2 separate regions of the Mus musculus genome follow, and region 2 is linked to region 1. A link is a contact called in public promoter capture Hi-C data. All regions are on one chromosome and are shown on one strand. The core of a region is the stretch at or near the end of the contact, and the rest is flanking DNA. Distances in the headings are between cores, read along the strand shown. Region 1 has its middle 16 kb from the start of Gm8075. Region 2 overlaps Hif1a (hypoxia inducible factor 1, alpha subunit).

Region 1 (6,118 bases), core at 3,324-5,823:
CAGTAACACTAGATGCTCCTGGGTGCCTAGCAACAACATGCATGGACAGGAGCTTGAGAGGTTCTTGGTGAGTTGCTTCCTGGCAGGCAAAGAGCCTGACAAGTCCCAGCTAGAGCACTTGTGGCCTGGCTGGCTGGCCTAAGAGATGTCTCCACCTAAGGCAAGTCACTCCCCATTGCTAATCTGACCAACTCCTGGCTCTTCAAAGAAGCTCTTTTCTTTTTTTCTCTTCTCTTCTCTTCTCTTCTCTTCTCTTCTCTTCTCTTCTCTTCTCTTCTCTTCTCTTTCCTTCTCTTCTCTTTTTTCTTTTCTTTTTCTTCTCTTCTCTTCTCTTCTTTTCTTTTTATGGGTTATTTTGTTTATTGACATTTCAAATGTTACCCCCCTTCCCAGTTTCCCTTCCACAAACCCCCTCCCCCTGCCTCTATGAAGGTGCTCTCCCACCCACCCAGTTCTGCCTCAGCGCCCTAGCATTCCCCTACCCTGGGCCACTGAGCCTCCACAGGACCAGTGATGCCCAATAAGGCCATCCTCTGCTACATATGCAGCTGGACCCATGGATCCTTCCATGTCTACTCTTTGGTTGATGGTTTAATCCCTGGGAGCTTTGGGATGGTGGTGGGGCGGCTGGGTGGTTGAGATTGTTGTCCTTCCTATGGGGTTGCAAACCCCTTCAGCTCCTTCAGTTCTTGCCCTAACTTCTCCATTGGGGTCCCTGTGCTCAGTCTGGTGTTTGGCTGCATGCATCTGCATCTGTATTGGCCAGGCTCTGGCGGAGCCTCTCAGGGGACAGCTATATCAGGCTCCTGTCAGCAAGCACTTCTTGGCATCAGCAATAGTGTCTGGGTTTGGTGTCTGCAGATGGGGTGGATCCCTAGGTGGGGCAATCTCCGGCAGCTTTAAGGGACCTGGGAGATATAGTTCAGGCAGTAAAGTGATTGCCAAGATGAGGGTCTGAGTTCAACCCTCAGCAACCACATTTAATCTGGGCACGATGGCACAAACCACCTGGGAGACAGGGACAGGGGGATCCTTAGGCTCACTGGCTGGCCAGACTACTAGTCAGTCAGTGAGCCACAGGCCAAGGAGAGACACTGCTTGAAGAAAACAAAATAATCATTACAAAAGACACCTGACACTGATATCTGACATCTCCACATATGTGAGCTCATATATAAACATCTGGACACACACACAGCAGCCTTGAGATGTCCCTTCCTCATCTGTTTCTACTCTCCCGTCAGCTTCCTTTCCCGTATTTCTTGTATTCTTCCTTGGACCCTCCTTCCTTTACAATCTGGCCCTCCCGTTGGCCCCTTTCTCTACCCCATTCAACTCTCCACCCCAGCCTGAACCTCTGGCTCCTTGGCCTCTTCCCCCCTTCAATTCCCTGCTTGATGACTAACTCAGCTTCCCCAGTGTCTTAGTGGAACCCAGTTGGCTCCTCAACCTTGGAGCAGCTGCTCTCAGCACTTATCAGGGGATTTCTGGTTACAGTAACGTCTCGATTGATTTATGATGTTTGGGAGTAGGTTTGATTGTGGTGGGCATATGGCTCATGCCCTTCATCTTCCCTACCACAGTCTAAGCTACCCAGGGTATAGGCCACACCTACAGGGCGTGGTTTTGACTACTTCTTCCTTAGGACCCGGAACTTGGATCCAGAGGGTGACTTCCCAGCATCCCATAGGCTACCATGATGTATGCGAGGCTTAATCACCTGAGGAGAATCTCAGGAGAGCCTCAGGTGATCTTTTCACTGTGCCCTTCCCTCAGATAGCAGCAGCCTCAGCCCTCAGAAAGGGCCAGGAGCCAGTCTCTCAGAGCACAGCTACCACCTTATGCTTAGCCGCTTGTTCCCGACTCTAAGCTCCTTAGCCACAAAACACTGATCCTAGAATATTTTTCTTTCCACAGCTGGATGTTTTCCAGCCTCTCTGACTGCTTGAGCGCTCAGCTCATTCTCAGTGAGGGGTGAGAGTTAATCTCTAATGCTCATCAGACACCCCTGACTCTCCACAGAGCAAAGCCAAAGTCATGGCAAAACACACTTTTATTTTTAAGGGAAGGATATTGGAATAAGTATCATGCTACCACCTTGAATAGAACCAGATTAACAGATACGTACAGATTTTGGGTAATATCCAAGATAGGAACTTGAGGGAGGAAAAACAAGGTTTTCAAAACCTGTAAGGATATAAAGCAAGAGGCCACTCAGACAACCTTACATGCTGAACATACTTGCTGTGAACAGCAGGGTGAAAAGGCTATTTACTGTGCTCTTCTGGGAAAGAATTCTCAATGTTTAACCTTTATAAACTGTTTCAATTAGTCCAATTAGTTACAAAGTTACACTTGGTTTTTTTTTTTACAGTCAGTAAACAATATTTTTGCAAAAGGAATTTGAGATCACCATTTCCTGCCATTTAATAATGTCTTTCCTGTCTCCTTGAAGAAAAAAAAATGCTCGCACTTCACTATCAAAAACACAGTCTTTAAAATGCAGCTTAATGTACGGGTTCTTTCTTTCCATTTTAACCTATCATTTTCAATTTTTTTTTTTTTTTAAATCGGACAGCACTTTAGATCTCTCAAAAGCTCTGTACTGATGCCACCCTGGGGAAGGGAGAGAGGTGAAGACCCTTCGATCGCTGGGAAACAGTTCCCTGAGAAATGGTTGAGGAACAGTCAGTCAGTCAACGTGTTCCATCTGTGTATGGAGAGGGCTCCCAACCAGGTCATGCGTTGGATGTCAGCACCAGGCACTAAGAAGACTATGGTTCTAGACAAATACTCAAGGGCAGGCAGTTGCTCTAGGACCCCTGATTTGCTCCCATTGCCCTAGGAAGTGGAGATGCATGTGTGTGGGAATTAGATTTCTAGAGCTTATGCCTAGCGGGGATACCAGTTAGGGCTTGGGTCAGATGCTAATCACAATAGCCATCAGCAAGCAAACACAGGCTTAAATACGATAATTTATTTTTCTTTCATTTAATCAAGTAAAACCGTAGGCGAGCATTCCAAAGCTATCGAGCATTCGCTGTCTTTGCTTCACAGATGTTAGCTTGTAGCTTTGGGGGTGAGGGTGGTGGTGGTTGCAAGTTGGTGCCAGAAACCTAGCCATTCTGACAGCACTCCAAGCAGGAAGCAGGAAGCAAGAACAAGGGGGGAAAGATGGAGGAAAAACCCCACACACGCAGTCTAAACCCCTCTTAAGCATCTCTCAAGTTTAATCTTGTGCCTTGTGCCTCTACCTTCTGAGCCACAGTTGCCTGAGAGAACACAAGGAAAAGAGAATGTTGTAGTTATTCATCTCCCTTCACCACATTGACTCAGGGTTACCTTAGGAAGATAGCAGAGAACAGGTGGGCAACCTGCCGGGGGCTCCCAATCCTGCACATCTCACCAGTACTTAGGAATTAAATAACATAGTATTTATAACCCTCAAATACATCTTTTCTTTGAAAGGCTTCCTGAGGTAAAGTTGGAAGTTAGCCCCCTCCCCTTTTTTTTTAATGTAGGAATCACATAATATACACTTCACACCTAAATTCTAACAACGGGCAGGAATGTGTGTCTAAGTGTGTGTGTGTGTGTGTGTGTGTGTGTGTGTGTGTGTGTGTGTGTGCGTGTGTGAGATGTGAGATACCGATTCTTCGGCAATCCCTGGTTAGAGGACAAAGGCAGAGCTGTGTTACTATGACCCCAGCTCATGCTTCTAGCCTCAGAGTGTCTGCCATCATCTCTCCCTTCCTTCACTCACTGGTAACTTCTTGCATCTCTCTGGAAATAGAACAGGAGGATTCTGGGTGACAGTTGTCTGCGTTTAACCTCCCATGGCATCCTAGTAGCTAGTCATACTCCATAGAAAGCTTTGGAAAAGTTCCTCTTCGGAGCCTGAGAACATCTGTGATCTTAGAATAGTTGTCATTATAAGAGAGACCCCCCTCTCCCCGATCTTATGAGAATCAGCCCTATGCAAAATTCAGACTTATAACAATGATCAGTGTGCTCCACAGGATGCTGTCTATTGCATCAAGATAATTCCCTTGATAAAGCGAGTCATGCCAGGCTGCCTTAATACAGCTGCACTTAGAATGATTTAAATTCTTACACATTCCATTTACATGAAATTTATAGGGATCCATTTATTAAACGAAGTGCAGATACTCCTATGCAATTCTGGGATCCTCGTGTTGCAAGGAAAGTATTGCTGAGCTGACCCTCTCCTTTGTATTTCCTTCTTCCAAATTTTCCTCCCTAAGGAGGAAATTTTTTGAATCTTATTATAGGAAGAACATTACTGAACACCATTCAATTATCACAATAAAAACAAGTGAACTTTAACGTTACTGGAAGCTTCCATGAACTAACTAGCATCCCTTTTTCTGTGCTGGAAAAGTACAAGTCTCCCTCCCCCCATCACCAAAGCATTTTTAAAAACTTACAGAGAGCTGAGAATCCCCAGTTAAGGCATTGGCCACCTGCCAGGGCCGAATGCTAATGATATCATGGAACTTAGAGCTGAAGGAAGAGGCAGCGCTGGGCGGCAGCCATTCAAGGCTGGCCTTGGCGGTTCCTGGACAAGTTATCCCAGTGGCTATGATTAATGATGTGCTTCTGACCAGTCTGCCAGTGACAGCACATAAAATCGCTGGCAAAAAACTGGGCAGAAATCAGGGAGGGAGAAGACAGCAGTGGGGGGGGGGGGGGGGCTGAGAGTCCCAGAAAACCCTGGAGAGAAGAAAGTGAAATGTATATGTCTGAGCCACTTTGCGGAAACTTAAAACCATGTGTGGATATGCAACGGAACATCTAAGGATGCTAGGGACCAAATATACACAGAGACCAGCATGCTGGACTGAAGCAGAGTGGGGAATCCAAGCATTTCAACAAGGTTGGGAGTGGTTTTTGAGAGGATACTGGAGCCTGCTGGAAGTTTACATTGCAGGAGCCCGGCCTGGTGAGGCCTGTCCTGACTCACCCTCACGGGGCTGGAGTTCACGGTCACTGCTTGGAAACGTTGACATTTCCTTTTAAAGGAATAGAATGTAGAGACCGGATTCAGGACTGCCCAGAGATCCTGTCTGAGCTCTTCTGTAGAGTCCTTCTTCCCCTTTATCTTTCAACAGGACTGAGCTACGACAGCAGTGTGCCAGTGGTAGAGATAGAAGACAAGACCCCAAGTCTCAGAGTGGGTCAAGTGCAGGGCTGGCATCTGTGTGTAGCCATATACTGGTCTCGCCTTCCTTCCCATCCTACCTTCCCAATTCCCTGTTCAGTTATCTCTATCCTATGTCTGTTAGCTGGGAATATATTATGAGCATTTTTCAAAGCTCCTTATGTGATTTTAAACTGTGGATAAAGATTGGTTGCATTTAGGAAGGACACCAAATGCTGGCGATCAAACGTCACTATCTTTTGCTAGTATGTTACCTGGGGTGGGGGTGGGAGGATGCCTTCTCCAGTTCACTGTGGTTCAGGCCACTCACTATAAGTTATAGATGGTCCTGTGGAGTTACAGTTGCCTGGTGAACTATAGAAGAACCAGCCAAATATGAATTTCAGGAAAGGGACCATAACTTTTAGACCTATCTGGATTTAACCTGGCATATATAGGGGTGAAATAATTAGAGACTCTGTCTCAAACAAGACAGAAGGCTGACTTCCACACTTCTGCCAATGCACACACATGCACAGACTTGAACACAGAGATATATACACACAGACACACATATACTACATACACACAGACACACATAGATACACATATATATACACAGACACATATAGCACATACACACAGACATACAGACACACACACACACCACATACACACACCTAGTCACACATATATACACACACAGACAGACAGACAGACAGACACACAGACACACACACACACACACACACACACACACACACACACACACACACACAGAGAGAGAGAGAGAGAGAAAGGAAAGAAAAGCATGAAGCCCAGACTGGAGGCTGTATTATTTCACTAGGGCTGTTATAGCCAAGAATCATAGGCTAAGTAGCTTAGACAACATTGGGTTGTTTATTATTTTGGTGCTAGGGATAGACCTTAGGGACCTGCACAAGCCAGATGAGAGCT
Region 2 (7,067 bases), core at 2,688-5,187, 120 kb before region 1:
CACAGTAAATACTCAAAATATATGTGCCAAATGATTATATCTTACATTACTAAGTACAATAAACAGCTATTTGCGGATAGTCTTGATATTAGAAGTTTAGACATCAGCTCTTGGTATAGACAGGTGGATGGATCTCTGTGAGCTGGAGGCCATCTTGGTCTACAGGGTAAGTTTCAGAACACCCAGGGCTGTGTAGACTCTGTCTTAAAAAACCAAAAACTAACCAAATAAACAAACAGGAAAGTGATACCATAAAAGGACTGATGTGCTCATCGTTATCTAGGTGCCAGTGTCAGAATTTCAGTTGGCTACAGAACATCTGCCTCTAATAACAGGCTATACTGCTTGCAGAAAAAAGGACCAGTAAGACAGCAGCAGAATAAACACTGACAGAAGCATGTGCAAGGGATGTTGCCTAAGATGCTCTTAGGCATCCTTTTACAGTGTGTGCAAAGGCACAAGACATTAAAAAAGAACATGAAACTCTTTGTAATGAGTGGCTGGAACCATATCCAGATCGGTGATTCTCCCAACTCCTGATTAATTTGGTGAACTGAGAAGGGACTAGACTGTAAATACCTTTCCTTGACATTTTAATACATTTAGATTTAACTGCACAAGTCTGTTTTACTTTCAGCTTTTAAAATATATACCTATTTTAAATTTTATTTATTTGAGACAGACAGGCAGGCATTCATATGTAGTTTTAGGTCAGCTTTGTCTCAATTCCCAAGTGTTAAGATCACTGACATACAACACCACACCCAGAATGTACAGCTATCTTTTGACAAATAAATCTTCCCACTTACAGTACTACAAGAAGCAACTGATGTATTTCTAAGAGAAGGGCACAATCTGATCCTCACCTTGGGAAGCCCCCTTTGGATACAGTGGACGTACAAGTAAAAAGGTACAAATCCGTTGGTAGAAATGCAGCTTAGGAGTTTATGGTAACAATTCAGGCCAAAGGGAATGAAATAAAGAATTTAATGACAGGAGCACAAGGTAGATAGAACGATGGGAGAGACAGTGCATTTATTTTATTTTATATTTTGGTTTTTCGAGACAGGGTTTCTCTGTGTAGCCCTGAATGTCCTGGAACTCACTTTGTAGACCATACCGGCCTCGAACTCAGAAATCCACCTGCCTCTGCCTCCCGAGTGCTGAGATTAAAGGCGTGCGCCACCACGCCCAGCTGACAGTACATTTATAATATTTACTACAAACTACTACTAAGTGTAGTATGTAGTAAAGTTACAGTCAGGTTTCAACAGTGCTGTGTCAACAACATTAGGGATCACAAGAGGTGCAGTAACTTAGGCTGTCTGGGAGCAGTAGAGTAGTTTAGTAACAGGAGTATTTATTTCATTATTAAGAAAATGGTGTAGGCAGAAACATCAAGTTGACAATTACACACAAGTAGTAACAGATTAGGGAAATGGTGACAGGAACCAAGGGTGGAGTTGATGATGCTCAAGAAGAACATGTGGGTTACAGACCAAAACTGTTGCCTACTCTACATAAACTATTTATCTTTAAAACTTACTTTCTGAATTTAAGCAAAATTCCCTCAAACAAAAGAACTTCATGACTTTTGTGTTCACTGCTTGCAGTACCACAGCAAGAAGTCAGTGCCTTTTGCATGTAGGACAAGTGATCCACCTCTGACTTGGAAATTACCCTCCTCCTGTCTCAGTCTCCTCATAGCTAAGATTACAGGAGGATGCCACTAGATGTAGTCAAGAATTTCATCTTAATAGATTTTGTATAATAGCTAAATACAGTATTTATAGTATAAAAGCTAATCTTACATTTTTGGGTTCTAGGATGCATCTTCATATTTAGCTTCATGGACATATCAATTAAGTTTTTATTATAGTGATATGAAAAGGCTACAAAAAATCTAAATTTTAAAAATATAAAATAGTTCATTTACCTTTCATCACAGTAAGAAAATTTCATATCGAGGCTGTGTCGACTGAGAAATGTCTTGCTATCTAAAGGAATTTCAATATTTGACGGATGAGGAATGGGTTCACAAATCAGCACCAAGCACGTCATGGGTGGTTTCTTGTACCCACACTGAGGTTGGTTACTGTTGGTATCATAGACATGAATATGGCCCGTGCAGTGAAGCACCTGAATATGAGTAAGAAAATAAAGTTACCTTTTTAAAATAGAAAGAGGTAAGGGGAGCTGGAAAGATGGCATAGCAGTTAAGACATTATGAGATAATGAGGTATTCTAAAACAAAACAAAACAAAACAAAACAACCCCACAACATTGTGAAGGTAGGGTGCTAGAGATGAGACAGTGGTTAAGCTTACTGACTGCTTTTCCCAGAGGACCTAGATCTGATTCCTAGCACTCACAAGGCAGCTTACAACCATTTGTAACCCTATTTCCAGAGGATCTGACACCTTCTCATTTCTTCAGGCACCAGGCATGCATGCCCTGATATACATGGAGGCAAAACATTCATGCACATAAAATAGAAACTAGGGATCACTTATAATCCAGAATATGGATCAAATGCCTTCTTTTGGCCTCTGTAAACACATGGTATGCTTACATGCAACCAACTAAAACACTAAAACACACACGTGCACACACACACACACACACACACACAATGAAAAATATTTAAGTCTTGTATTAAGTCTAGACTATCTTTCCTTCTTCACTAATCTGGTCATTATAGTTGATTTTGCTCTGGTGACTATGGTTCAACACTGAACAAAAAAAGGAAACTGAGATAGAAAATTATACTTATATTAGGATTTAAATACTAGTTGGCAAAGCCAACTGATAAGTTAGCTTAGTATAGAAATATTGTGGGCTGGAGAGATGGCTCAGTGGGTAAGAGCACCGACTGCTCTTCCAAAGGTCGTTGAGTTCAATTTCCAGCAACCACATGGTGGCTCACAACCACCCGTAATGAGATCTGACGCCCTCTACTGGTGCATTTGGAGACAGCTACAGTGTACTCACATATAAATAAATAAATAAATGTATGTATATATTTTTTTAAAAAAAAGAAATATCGTATTTCCAATAATTTGTGTTTATATATCTCAAACTGTCAGATTATTATACTGTCTTTAATGGAGATTACATATACTGAATATAAATGCAAATATGCAAAAGGGAATAATTATACTTTTCCCTCGTAAGTCTATTTTGAAATTGATTTTTATTTTATGTGGGTAAGTGCTCTATCTGCATGTATGTGTGTGCACTGTGTGTGTACCTGGTGCCTGATGAGGTCAGGAGAGGATACTGGATGATTTCCTGGAACTGGAGTTACAGGTGACAGTGAACTGACACATGGGTGCTGAGCACCAAAGCCAGGTACTTGGCAAGCAAGTGCTCTTAATTACTAAGCACTTTCTCCATTCCCCTCATAACTCTAAGCAAAACTCTTTTGTTTGTTTTGTTTTCTGAGGTAAGGCTTGTGTTCCCCTGGCTGGCCTGGAACTTGCTGTGAGGACAAGGCTGCCTTCAAATCTGTAGCAGATGATCTTCTGCTTCCCAAGTGCTAGGGTCAGCTGACTTTCAGCACTCCTAGTGAAAGCTCTTGATACTAGCATGTATGTGTATAGGTTTATTTATCTATAATCAAGTGCACGCTCAGCTTGCGTACCTTCCACGTTGCTGACTTGATGTTCATCGTCCTCCCCCGGCTTGTTAGGGTGCACTTCATTCTGAGAAAAAAGCTCCGCTGTGTGTTTAGTTCTTTCCCTTTTCTCACTGGGCCTAACGAAAGCAAGAAACCGAGTTTTAAGTCACAGCTAAACATAGAAATTTGTTAGGATGAGAGCATCAAAGCAAGGCTCTCAGCATTAACACAACCATGATTTGCTCCCTCTTCACCTACTCCAGCATGTCAGTAGGTCTGACAGCTCCATCCAGGGAGAGTGTGTGTAAGACGGCAGTGACTCCCTGGACTGTGGGAGGAGAGTCCACACTTCACAGGATTAATTATTCATCTGTGCTGGTGAGTTTGGTCCAAGTAAAGAAAATAAGAAAATGGTGTAAGTGTACCCTATAAATGTCTGTCAGTATACAAGTATGTCCCCTTCAAAAGAACTTGTGTAAATACTTCATGTCTTTTACCAACTGTGATAACTCAATTTTGAATAAGCAGCAACGTGTTTACAGAACTTTAAAAATGCCAACTTACCTTTTGTAAGTAAATAGCATCTGAGTATGAAAGCCAGACAGAATGTTCTATCAGAAGTTACAGAAATCAGCCATGATGGTACATACCAATACTCTCAGCACTAGGGAGGCTGAAGGAGGAGGATGGAGATGGCCGACCTGAGCTACATATGAGACCTGTTTACAATTTAAAGTCACAGGAATAGGGACTGGGAATGTAGCTCAATGGACGAGGACTCCCTTAGTACATACATGTAGGCCTGGCTTTGACACCCAGAACAACAACAAAAAAGCCACAGAAATAAAGCAGAGGAAAATCAATTCACGTCTAATTTAATCTTAATGTCAAACCTCATAACTAAAAAATTAGATTACATTTAGATGACTCTGAAACAACATCTTGATTTCCTTTTTTATTGCTTAGTCTGGTTCAAAACAAATGTTTTACTTATTTGAAATGCTCAGAGAAAGTGGATTAGATAGATATAGAACTTCTTTTTTGAGGCAATGACATTTTCTAAAATGGCTGAGTGTAATGGTACATGCCTCTAATCCCAGCATTTGGGAGGCAGAGGTAGGTAGCCCTCTATGAGTTCAAGAACAACTTGGTCTACTTGGAGTCCTAAGCCAGCCAGGGTTACATAGTGAAACCCTGTCTCAAAACAAACAAACATACAATAAAACAAGACAATTTTAAAAAATAAAATTAGAGGTATGATGGTGGTTAGGCCATTTCTATGAATATCTAAAAAAATCATGGACATTTATCAAATGGATACATTTTAAGGTATATAAAATGGAAGTATTAGGGAAAAAACAAACAAACACAAAATATCCATTATTTAGAACCGAGTGTGTATACTTAGAGTGATGCAGAGATCAATAATTAGATGCAATGCTATTAAGCATGTAATACATAATACAGTAGGGTCAATAGCAATACAATGCAAAGTAGTCAAGACTTAATAAGACTGCTTTCAAAGAACAGAGACTAGGTCCTGACAGAGGGAATTAAGAAAGAGAGACCAGTATACTCTGTTTATAAATTACTATTTTAAAAAAATTAACTGTTAAGTCTCTGTAATTCAACAAGTACTTCACAGAACTCTCTTGCAACTTTTTAAAAAAATTTACTTTTATTTTATGTGCAGAATTTTGCTTGCATGTCTATGGGAGTGTGTCAGATCTTGGAGTAACAGACCATTGTGAGCTGCCATGAGGATGTGAATTTGAAGTGGGGTCCCCCCTCCCGAAGAACAGTCAGTGGCCCTAACCACTGAGCCATCTCTTCAGCCCTTCTCTTACTTCTCTTTTTGAGACAGGGTCTCACTCTGTAGCCTTACCTGGCTTGAAACTAGTTACATAAACCAGGCTGGCCTGGAAATCAAGAGATCTGCCTATATCTGCCTCCTAAGTGCTAGGATTAAAGGTGTGTACAACCACATGTGGTCCAACACAACATCATCCTTCCAATTACAGTCTCAAGTTATTGAAAACATCCTTAGAAGTTAAAGCATCTTTGTGCTCTTAAAATCTTGGCCACCCCCCAATCCTGCTTCTTTAGGACATTAAAAAAGCCTGAACCCAAACTGTCACTGTGTATTCAGTCATCATCGAAAATCTTATTACCTGTCATTTGTATTATAACTTCTTGCCTTAATACTGCATTTCTACTTATAATTGTCTTGGTCTTTTAATTATCTTTCCTTTTTTTCTACTCGTGTATGTAATTACTTATTAATTCATGTAACTACTTATTAATTCAATGAGTTTTAAAAACTTGTGAGTTTTCTAAAATGTAGAATAACAGCTTTAACAAAGAACAGTATTAACATTAAATGTGAAATAACATTCTCTCTTAAATCAGTACATTACCAAAAAAATAAAATTAGAAACAATATCTGACTGAAAATCACCTGTCATATTAAATCAAACAATAGACTTTCTTCTCACCATTTCTGTGTGTAAGCATTTCTCTCATTTCCTCATGGTCACATGGATGAGTAAAATCAAACACACTGTGTCCAGTTAGTTCAAACTGCAAACACATTAAAAAAATTAGATCTATATCATATAACCATAAAGTACCCATTAGTGCTCTTCATATATGGGGACTTTACCTGAGTTAACCCCATGTATTTGTTCACGTTATCAGAAATGTAAACCATGTCGCCGTCATCTGTTAGCACCATCACAAAGCCATCTAGGGCTTTCAGATAAAAACAGTCCATCTGTGCCTTCATCTCATCTTCACTGTCTAGACCACCTGCAGGGCACACGGGAAAAGAAACAAAGTCAGGCTTTATCTCAGATACTTTTAAATTTCTATAATACATATATTTATTTCTGTATACTTTCCAGTTGTTTTATATAATTGTTTAAAATAAACAAATTTGCAAACAAGCAAATCACCAAGGGTGTAAAAAAGGGTGATATTTTTTAAAGATAGGTTATGCCTTTATACCCAGTCCTAAGGAGGAAGCAGCAGATGGGTCTCTGTGAGTTCAAGGCAGCCTAGTTTACACAGCAAGGTACAGATCAGCCAGGGTTACATGGTGAGACTCTATGGGGGGTGGGGGTGGGGAGGAGAAGGAGGAGGAGGAAGAGGAGAAGGAGGAGAGGAAGAAGGAGAGGGAGAGGGAGACAGAGAGAGAGAGAGAGAGACAAAGAGATACAGGTAGACAGGAGGAAATGAATAGATGAAATGAAGCTTAAAAGCTAGTAAGAAAAAAATTGCTGTCATGTGGAAGAATCGAGAACTCTTCAGAATGAAACAAAGTACCAGGGGCTATAAAGTTAATGAATTTTATTTATGTGTTTAAAAAATAAAGGATTAAAAAAAAAGGGTAAACCAAAACAACTTACAGTACAAAAAGGATTATTCCTACAACTAAGAAAAGCAAAGC

Evidence for each region. Capture Hi-C pulls out chosen DNA fragments and counts their contacts.
Region 2: a promoter capture Hi-C map of liver shows a contact between it and region 1. The contact joins two enhancer-like sites. A contact is called at or near these places in 3 of 9 other capture datasets (adipose tissue, liver and pancreatic islet).

What each region holds. Positions count from the first base shown.
Region 1 is chr12:73,809,011-73,815,128 of GRCm38.p6, reverse strand. No RefSeq gene overlaps it. Among named protein-coding and RNA genes, the nearest start is that of Gm8075, 16 kb to the right of the region's middle. Within about 2 kb of position 4,573, at least 92 of the 459 cell types and tissues checked have an H3K27ac peak or open chromatin away from gene starts, as enhancers often do. A contact at or near this core is called in liver, where this site is marked.
Region 2 is chr12:73,927,346-73,934,412 of GRCm38.p6, reverse strand. It overlaps Hif1a (hypoxia inducible factor 1, alpha subunit), which reads right to left. Exons shown (of 15, transcript NM_010431.2): 3 at 6,282-6,427; 4 at 6,115-6,199; 5 at 3,644-3,756; 6 at 1,937-2,139. Among named protein-coding and RNA genes, the nearest start is that of Gm15283, 22 kb to the left of the region's middle. Within about 2 kb of position 3,937, at least 3 of the 459 cell types and tissues checked have an H3K27ac peak or open chromatin away from gene starts, as enhancers often do. A contact at or near this core is called in liver, where this site is marked.